2 separate regions of the Mus musculus genome follow, and region 2 is linked to region 1. Evidence: chromatin contacts called from public HiChIP or PLAC-seq data. All regions are on one chromosome and are shown on one strand. Each heading gives the region's core, a stretch centred on a gene start, on an enhancer-like site or on the middle of the called end of the contact. The rest is flanking DNA. Distances are from core to core; before and after follow the strand shown. Region 1 holds the start of Socs3 (suppressor of cytokine signaling 3). Region 2 holds the start of Bahcc1 (BAH domain and coiled-coil containing 1).

Region 1 (4,132 bases), core at 1,210-3,709:
CTGGGGTGCAAGGGATCTGCGAGGTTTCATTAGCTGCCCCATGGAGAGGAGCCTGGCACCAGTATAGCTCTCTTCAGGTCACCCCTTGCCACTCTCCCCAGAGCCAGGAGCCACCACTCCTCACCTAGGTTGGGCAGTGGGAGTGGTTATTTCTTTGGCCAGCATAAAAACCCTTCACACACCCTTTTCTCTTCCATCCTTCCCCCAGGTGCCTGCTCTTGATCAAACCAAATCAAAGCGCAAACAAGTTCCAGCGGGAAAGTTTGAAGATTCCCCTTGCAGTTCTAAGTTCAACACTTGGAGGTGTCCCCACCTCCCTTGGGAAGCAGAGGGGGTGTGGAGGAAGGGGAGGGGAGAGTCCGCTTGTCAAAGGTATTGTCCCACCAGGCCAGGCCGGCTGGCTCCACTTGAAAGAAGCTGGAGCTGGGGGAGGGGGGAAAGCAGGTGGCAGCTCCCCCTCCCCTCAGACGAATTCCAGGTCCTGCCAGCTCTACTCTGCGGGAGTGGAGGGCCTGAGGAAGAAGCCAATCTGCCCCTGGCTCACTGGGAGCTACCGACCGTTGGGGCTGGATTTTTGTGCTTGTGCCATGTGCCTCGGAGGAGAGGCGACCGACCGACCCAGGCCCCCCTCTGACCCTTTTGCTCCTTAAAGTGGAGCATCATACTGATCCAGGAACTCCCGAATGGGTCCAGGCAGCTGGGTCACTTTCTCATAGGAGTCCAGGTGGCCGTTGACAGTCTTCCGACAAAGATGCTGGAGGGTGGCCACGTTGGAGGAGAGAGGTCGGCTCAGTACCAGCGGAATCTTCTCGCCCCCAGAATAGATGTAGTAAGCTCTCTTGGGGGTACTCCCGGGGAGTGCCTGGGCAGGTGGCTGCTCCGGAACTTCGGACGAGGGTTCCGTGGGTGGCAAAGAAAAGGAGGGGGTCCCTGGAGGCGGCATGTAGTGGTGCACCAGCTTGAGTACACAGTCGAAGCGGGGAACTGGCTGCGTGCTTCGGGGGTCACTCTGCAGCGAAAAGCTGCCCCCCTCACACTGGATGCGTAGGTTCTTGGTCCCCGACTGGGTCTTGACGCTCAACGTGAAGAAGTGGCGCTGGTCCGAGCTGTCGCGGATAAGAAAGGTGCCCGCGGGCTCGGCGCTGAGCAGCAGGTTCGCCTCGCCGCCGGTCACGGCGCTCCAGTAGAATCCGCTCTCCTGCAGCTTGCGCACGGCGTTCACCACCAGCTGGTACTCGCTTTTGGAGCTGAAGGTCTTGAGGCGCAGGCTGGTGTCCAGGGGGCGGCTCATCCCGGCGGCGGGAAACTTGCTGTGGGTGACCATGGCGCACGGAGCCAGCGTGGATCTGCGCGGCGGTGGCTGCAGCTGCTTCGCGGCCTCCGCACAGCGGCCGCTACCGCATCCCGGGGAGCTGCAGAGAGCAAAGCGTGAGGCGCGTGAGTGCCCGGAACCCTCCAGCGTGCCCGGCCCTCCAGCCTCCGCCTAGCGCCCGGGGCACCCCTTTGCCCCGCTTTAGACCGTGTCTCAGGCCCAGCCACCTCGCGGAACTCGACTGTCCTCGGTCACTGCCGGCCAACCCCAGACAGTCTCTTCCCCTGCCCGCCCTAGGAGGACGCCCAGAGAAAACTCGCGCGTGGAAGTTGGGTCTCCAGGAGCGCGGCCAGGATGGGGAGAGACACAAGAGCCCTAGGGACGCTCAGGGCGCCTCTCAGTCCGGTGTCCTCAGTGGCGAGGGCGAAAAAAGGGGGGTGCCAAACCCGAGATATGTGAGAGAGGGGACAGGAGAAACCCGAGGGCCCCAGTCTGAGTATGACGGGAATCAGGGATCTTCGGTTCTCATCCGCTCTGCCCCCTACCTCGTCCCCTCCCTACCGGGAATGACCCGGGAAGGGGAGGAGAAACCGGGAAAAGCTCCCGAGCTGGACCGAGGCCCCCACCCTTCCCCACACCGCGCCCCTCCTTCCTACCTAGTCCCGAAGCGAAATCTCCGGCCTTGGGGCTGCGCCTCCTATGGTCCCCGAGGCGAGGCGGCGGCCAGCAGTGGCTCGCGCTGCGCCCAGATGTTGGCAGCCGTGAAGTCTACAAAGGGGCTCCCCGTGCGTGCGCCCCCTCTGGCTTCGCTGCTCCCCGGGCCGATGAGGCGCACTCCTGGGCGAATCAGGCAAAGGACCTGGGCGAGGGACCTCGACGGAGAGCTGGGCCGGGAAGGGGGCGTCCGGGAGCCCGGAGAGACAGCGGTCGTAAGAGCAGGCGAGTGTAGAGTCAGAGTTAGAGCCGCCTCGGAGGCCGCGCGCGCGGGTATTTACCCGGCCAGTACGCCCCGCCCCCCGATTCCTGGAACTGCCCGGCCGGTCTTCTTGTAATGTTTAGTCACTACTCTGCACTGAAAGGCTGTGCGCGGAGGGCGAGGGAGGGGCCGCGGAGGGCGGGCTTGGAGCTGGGGCCTCCAGGACCCGCCGAGACTCACCGAGAGGGAGACAAAGCGCGGCGCGAGGCTGCCCGACCGGCGGGCGCGGCGCCAGCCTTGGCCGAGCGTTCCTGGCAGCGGCCCCTCCCCCGCGCGCTCCGCCCCCAACTTCTCATTCACACTTTCCCCCCCCTCCCTTCTAAGAAGGCTGGTTTCTGGCAGAGGCGGGGGCGTCGCGATGGGAGCGCGCGGGCAGTTCTAGGAGGCCAGCCGGGAGAGGCTCCCTCCTGGCACCCCTTCCCTTTCTTTTGATCCCCGCGGGGACGCTCCCCTCCCTCTGCACCCAGGCCACTCCGAGGTCCTCATGTACAGTTCCAAGCATCCCGTGCCAACCAAAAGGGACGTAGGACCATTCAGCCACCAGCCCACTGGGGACCTAGGAAGTGGAGGAGGGGGATGCGCGACATTTACCTGTAGACAGGTCCAAAAGATGAAGCTGTGAGATCCAGAAGTGGAGGAGACACTGACTTAGAAGCAGCTACCTGGCCTCAGCTCATCCGCCCATTGCCTGGTTCTTCGGTGACAGACGTGGGTGCTGATGTCCTTTGGGGAGTGGGGTGGGAGGAGCAGCTAACTACTACCTTATCACTCATCTGGGCCTCCCAACCTGCGTGGCGAACTGTGGGTCCGCCCAGGTACTCTCGGCGCGGTGGGGGAGCTAGAGGAAAGAAACCCTCATCCCATGCTCGTCCCCCGAGTCCACCAGAGGGCGCGCTGGAGTCTTGTAGGCGAGCCGAGTTTTGCTGTTTCCCAGGCTCTGTATAGAGAGAATAAGAGGTTGTGGGGCTCCTTATTCAAGAACAGGAGTGGGGAACCCAGAGAGAGAAGCCTCACTTCCCAGGACAGGGTCAAACCTGAGAAGGAATGTCGACTAGGAGGACTGTCCACAGAGCGTTGTAACGGGTTCAGCCACTGCCTGAAAGTCGCTGAGGTGTCAGAATGGACCCTCTCTTGCCTCTACGTTTTAAGGTGTCTGAACTTTCCCGATGGTGGGGTGGAGAGGGAGTATTGATAAGAGCAGGTGATTGAGGTGAAAGGTTGTTTACTCCTGGTCACGTGAGTATCTATAAAGGCCTAGTGTCGAGTTTTGCAACAGGCAGCAGGAAGTGGCAGCCACCTGAGAACCAGCTAAGTGACACACAGTGTCTGCTCTCAGTGGGCTTTCTGACCTGCCCTCTTGGATACCACAGGCTTCTTGTAACACCAGTAGGAGGGCAAACTGACTACACAGAGTAGCTTGGGCTAGGAGGGAGGGCTGCCTGCTTCCCTTCTGGCCCACTGTGTCCAATCTGCTCCACTGATGCTGAGGAACTAAGAGAGACCAGGGCAGGTGCACTGCCTCTCTGGACTCAGTCTTGTTATCTGTTAAATAGGGATGGGTGCCCATCTGTCCCCCGCCCCTGGCAATTCCAGTAGTCAAGAGGCTTAGGGGCCTTATTTAAAATATCTCACACTGGTCTGATGAGCAGATGCTCACAGATGGAGATCCCACAGGTGAGGCCCAGTCCTTGCCTTCGAGTCACTCTCAGGCTCCCCAAATGGATTCTCCCTTTCTCTGTGAACAAGCCCTCCTTGATCTCATTCAGGGAGTGTTCCCCAGCCACTGCCTTGACCGTATGCTTCTGAGCCGAGGGCAGTGGAGGACAGGGAGGACTCTTAGGAAA
Region 2 (4,132 bases), core at 1,107-3,606, 2.3 Mb after region 1:
CGCAAAATCAAAGAGTGGGTGCAAGCTGTCTAGGCGCGCCCCTCCCCCACACTGGCTTCCCGGGTCCCCTCGAGGTTGCAGCAGCTCGGAGGATTGCCACGCTGTGTCCTTGTAGCATCCAATTATTTCTCTCTCTCTCTTTTTTTAAAATCCTTTTCCCTTTTTCTTTTTCTTTTTGAAGGGACGGATGGGGTAAGGGAGAATACTTTAAACGGGGAGATAGATATAAAGATTCCTGGATCGGTAAACAAAATCAGTGAAAGAAAATAGCGAGGAACTCGAATTCCAAGCACTCAGAAAATCTGCGGCTTGCAAGAGATGCTTACACCAACCGAGAACAGGGGCGCTCGCGTTCCGGGGCCTCCCGTTGCCAGCAGCGGTTTCTCCCGAGCCGGGAATCTTCTCTCCGTGCGTGCGAAGCGGGAAACGGCTGCCCGCCGCTGGAGGGACCAGAACAACGGAGCTCACCTCAGGCCAAGCCCGGCCGGCGTTCGCCGTCGGGTCACCACCGAGCCACCGGGAGCCGGAATTCGCGCCCATCCCTCACAGGATGGCCTGATTCAATCGCGTACTGGATCTGCAGGAGATGTGCCTCACCGCAGCTCGTGCGCCCCGGCGCGCAGCAATCACCGCGCTGGAGAGGGCGCAATCCCGGGCTGGCCTCGCGCCTCCACCCCGCAGTCAGGCTTGTGTTCCCCGTCCGGCGGCCTGCGGAGACCCCGGCTTACCTAGAGCGGGCGGCGGCCGAAGCCCAGTCGCTTGCGAGGGGGAAATCCCGGAGTCCCCGCCCGCCGCCCCCATCCTCCCAGGTCAGCGTGGCCCGCAGGGGGCCAGGCCGGCCCGGCAGTGCGCCCGCTTCCCCTTTCTCTTCAGATGCCTTTGATCCCCAAGCTCTCCGCCGCACCTCGGCTCCCGAGCTGCCTGGGTCGGCCCGCGGGGATCCTGGAAACCGTCCCCGGTTTATCTCCTTTCATCAAGCGGCCTTGGGCAGCCTTGAAACCGCGGAGCCAGTAATTGCTTTTTTCAGGAGGCCCGGTGCGGACTGGATAACAGCCAATCAGCGCCTTGTTTACACTTAGTGATGGACAGCCCGCTGGCAAAGTGCCAACCAATCGTGACCGTTTTGCAGAAGCAAGGGAGGCGGGGAAAGAGAGGAGACCACAGATCTCAGATTTAACTCCTTTGTGTCCACGCAGGAAAGAGACTGGAAAAATCCAAAGGAATATAGCTGTGTCGATTGGCATCTACTTAAATACTCCCCCCCAACACACAGAGAAAAAGAGAAGCAGAAATTATGTATTCATCGCCACTAAGACATCACCTCTACTTCTTGAGAATAAATAACATTTGGGTAGGCAACCAAATTCTAACCGAAATATTTGCTTGCAGAATATTTTAAAAGCGCTTTGATTCTGATTATGATAAAGAGAATTGTTTAGAGGCTGTTTTCCATTGTAGAGAGAAATTTGCGAATATGCAGGGACAGGCCCTGAGAAATGCTAAGCATGGTTTTCACACCATGACAACCACCCCTAAAATTATCAAGTGAAGATATTTTTAAAATCTAGGGGCTGATAGAAAAAGTAAATCCTTATCTTGGCAACAGAGCCTCGATTTTCATTTCGATTGTTGCTACGCTGCAAAGTGTGGCGGAGGGAGATAATAATTGAGAGCGGACAGATAGATGGCTGGCGAAGAAAGGTACATCTGCCTCTCGGGCAGGGGGAAGAAGGGCATATATGGAGCCTGTGGGCATGCCTCAGGCAGAAGTGTATTCCTAGTTTGGGTGGGGGGCGCCTGGGAGTGGAGGTACATCAGGGTAACTCAGAATCTGCGCTTGGAAGTTGGGCCTACGTGCAGCAGGTTCTGCCACCTGCCAAACAGACCCTTGGTATGGACAGAGCATCTGGTTTACAGCGTGAGGCTATTTCTTCTTTTTTATTTTGTGCATAAAAACAAATAAAAATGCCCCAAACCTTACACCTGACAAATTATGGAAAAACAAAACCACAAGTCTCCCCTGGACACGGACACCCGTTCTCACTATCCCTAGCTCCTCTCCCGCCCTGCGCCACCACATTCCCATTCAGCAGCAATGATCTGCGCAAAGGAGCTGCGCAGTCGCTGGGCTTGAATTAGGCGCCATCAGGCTTGGTAGTAGCCCTGCTGCTCCCTGATTGGCAGCTCCCTGGCCCGGCGCCAGCCTATTGGGAGGCCTGTTTACGCCGAATGAGTGGCACGAGCTCAGGGCCGTGGAGGGCCGAGCAGCCAATCAGCGCTCGGGCTGCTCCGGGCTGAGTGGCACGAGCTTATTAGTATGCAGGGCCCGTGGCTCGCCGCGCCGGGCTGCAGGTTTGAGAGCCGCTCTGGATGGGCTCGCTAGAGTCGTTGTTGTGGAAGCCGTGCATTCACAGTGCAACAGTCAGCACATTGAAAATACCAATAGGAATACAAACCAAAGTCACATTTACTGATTTAATTGTATTGCATTCAATTGTATCCAGGAAACAGCCTCCAGTAAGTAACTCAAATTGCTTTCATTTTTAATTTTTTTTGCTATTTTTATTATTTTATTATATTATTTTGGTTTTTGGGGGTTTACATTTTTAAGCAAAAGAAATTCAGGATTGTGATGTTAAATAATAGAGCTTCCCTTTTAAAATCCGTTATGATGTTGAAAGGCTTTTTTTTAAAAGATGGACTATATATATGAGTACGATATTTTTTCTTCTGAAAAATTTTATCGATCGGTTTAAAATTCCCCCCGTAATGCGTCCTTGCTTTGCTCTGAGCGCTTGTTGTCTCGATCGACACCCTGCATTAAAAATAAATTATCGAGACAGGACAGAGACCGCCAAGCTTCGTTCAGCAAGAGCCTCGCGGGTAGCCCCGAATGGACAGTCAGTGAGAGCCCAGTTCTGGAGGAACCAGGAGCGAACCCCAATTATTTGCTCCCCCATCTTACTCCCCTCCCCCAGCAATCTTGAATGGGCTCCGCCCGGTCGTTCCGTGGCGCAGGGAACGGTCGGCTCTCCGTGGCCACGGCTTTCCGGGCCTCAGTGAAGGGACAGGAGATTAGAGGGGTACTGGCAGGTTTTCAGGTTCCGCTCCCCACAGACTTAATTCTTTTCAGAACATTTCCCTTTTTTTCCCTCTCTGGGGGAGTTGGGATGGAGGAGGGGGGCTGAACAGTGGGGCGTCTTCATGCTGCGCGTTCTGGGCAGCACGCGGGCTCAGGCCAAGACCCGCGTGGCGTGGTCCGGGGACCGGTCCATTTCCCAGAGCGGGGGTCTTGCACCACCCAGTCCCCGTTCCTAGCTGGGCTGATGGGGGGGGGGCGGGTTTCGCAGGGAGCGGGTTGTGAAGCGACGCTGGAGCCATTCGCTCCCGGCGCGCTCCTGGCTGCGGCCTGGCCTTGCAGGCCCCATTGCGCCCACCCGCGCGGGAAACTCGGCAGGAGGGAGCCCACGGACTCCAGAGCTTGGCCTCCACCGGAGGACAAAGGCGTCTCAGACCCGGCGTTTCGATGCGAAATTTGAAAACAAAGCAAACCTTGAGGAGCTGGGGGTACGAGTGCTGCCCAAGCCTCAGGAGGGTGCACAATTCTGGGGGTCACGCCCAGCCACCCGGGGGAGGATTTCTGGGGTTCGGGTTCTTTAGCTGTGCTCTCGTCGTCGGCTCTCCGGCCGCGCGCGGCTCTCTGCCCGCTGCCACTGTTTCCTCTGGTCCAATCCTGCCCGGGGTCCATTGCGGTGTCTTGTACCGGGGTTTGGCTTGGGGAGGCCTCGGAGCCTCGGGACTCGGCGATCTGCTGCATCTCAGCTTCCGGCCGCGGCTCTCGGTCTGTGGCCTCAGTTTCTGCCCTTACTCGCTCCGTATGGAGCCGGCTTTCCCAGGCCCTGGGCGCGAGCAGACCGGGGCGGCGCGGCAGCTCTCGGGCAGGACAGAACACAAAGAAAAGTCCCCTCTAGTCCGTTCAGAAGCGCAACGGCGGGTACCGGAGACACAACCCACCCCTTGTTTGCGTAGAAAGTCTAGCAGGCTTGAGAGAAAGGCACGAACGAGCCGGCGATCGGCCCGCAGGGGGTGGAGAGTAAAGCCACTGCTTGAGCCCAGAGCCCGCGTCCCGAGA

What was found. HiChIP or PLAC-seq counts read pairs in DNA pulled down with a chosen protein or histone mark.
Region 2: a contact with region 1 is called in an H3K27ac HiChIP or PLAC-seq map of extraembryonic endoderm stem cells, with 9 times the contacts expected there. The contact joins the promoter of Bahcc1 here to the promoter of Socs3 in region 1. A contact is called at or near these places in 1 of 39 promoter capture datasets (cranial neural crest), 2 of 484 Hi-C or Micro-C datasets (both in embryonic stem cells) and 2 of 115 datasets of contacts at active chromatin or transcription factors (embryonic stem cells and extraembryonic endoderm stem cells).

The regions. Positions count from the first base shown.
Region 1 is chr11:117,966,907-117,971,038 of GRCm38.p6, forward strand. It overlaps Socs3 (suppressor of cytokine signaling 3), which reads right to left and starts at 2,460. Exons shown (of 2, transcript NM_007707.3): 1 at 1,969-2,460; 2 at 1-1,412. The coding sequence starts at 1,324. The coding sequence ends at 647.
Region 2 is chr11:120,230,591-120,234,722 of GRCm38.p6, forward strand. Bahcc1 (BAH domain and coiled-coil containing 1) reads left to right here and starts at 2,357. Exons shown (of 28, transcript NM_001347621.2): 1 at 2,357-2,517. 2900052L18Rik (RIKEN cDNA 2900052L18 gene) reads right to left here and starts at 1,027. Exons shown (of 2, transcript NR_151480.1): 1 at 905-1,027; 2 at 1-708.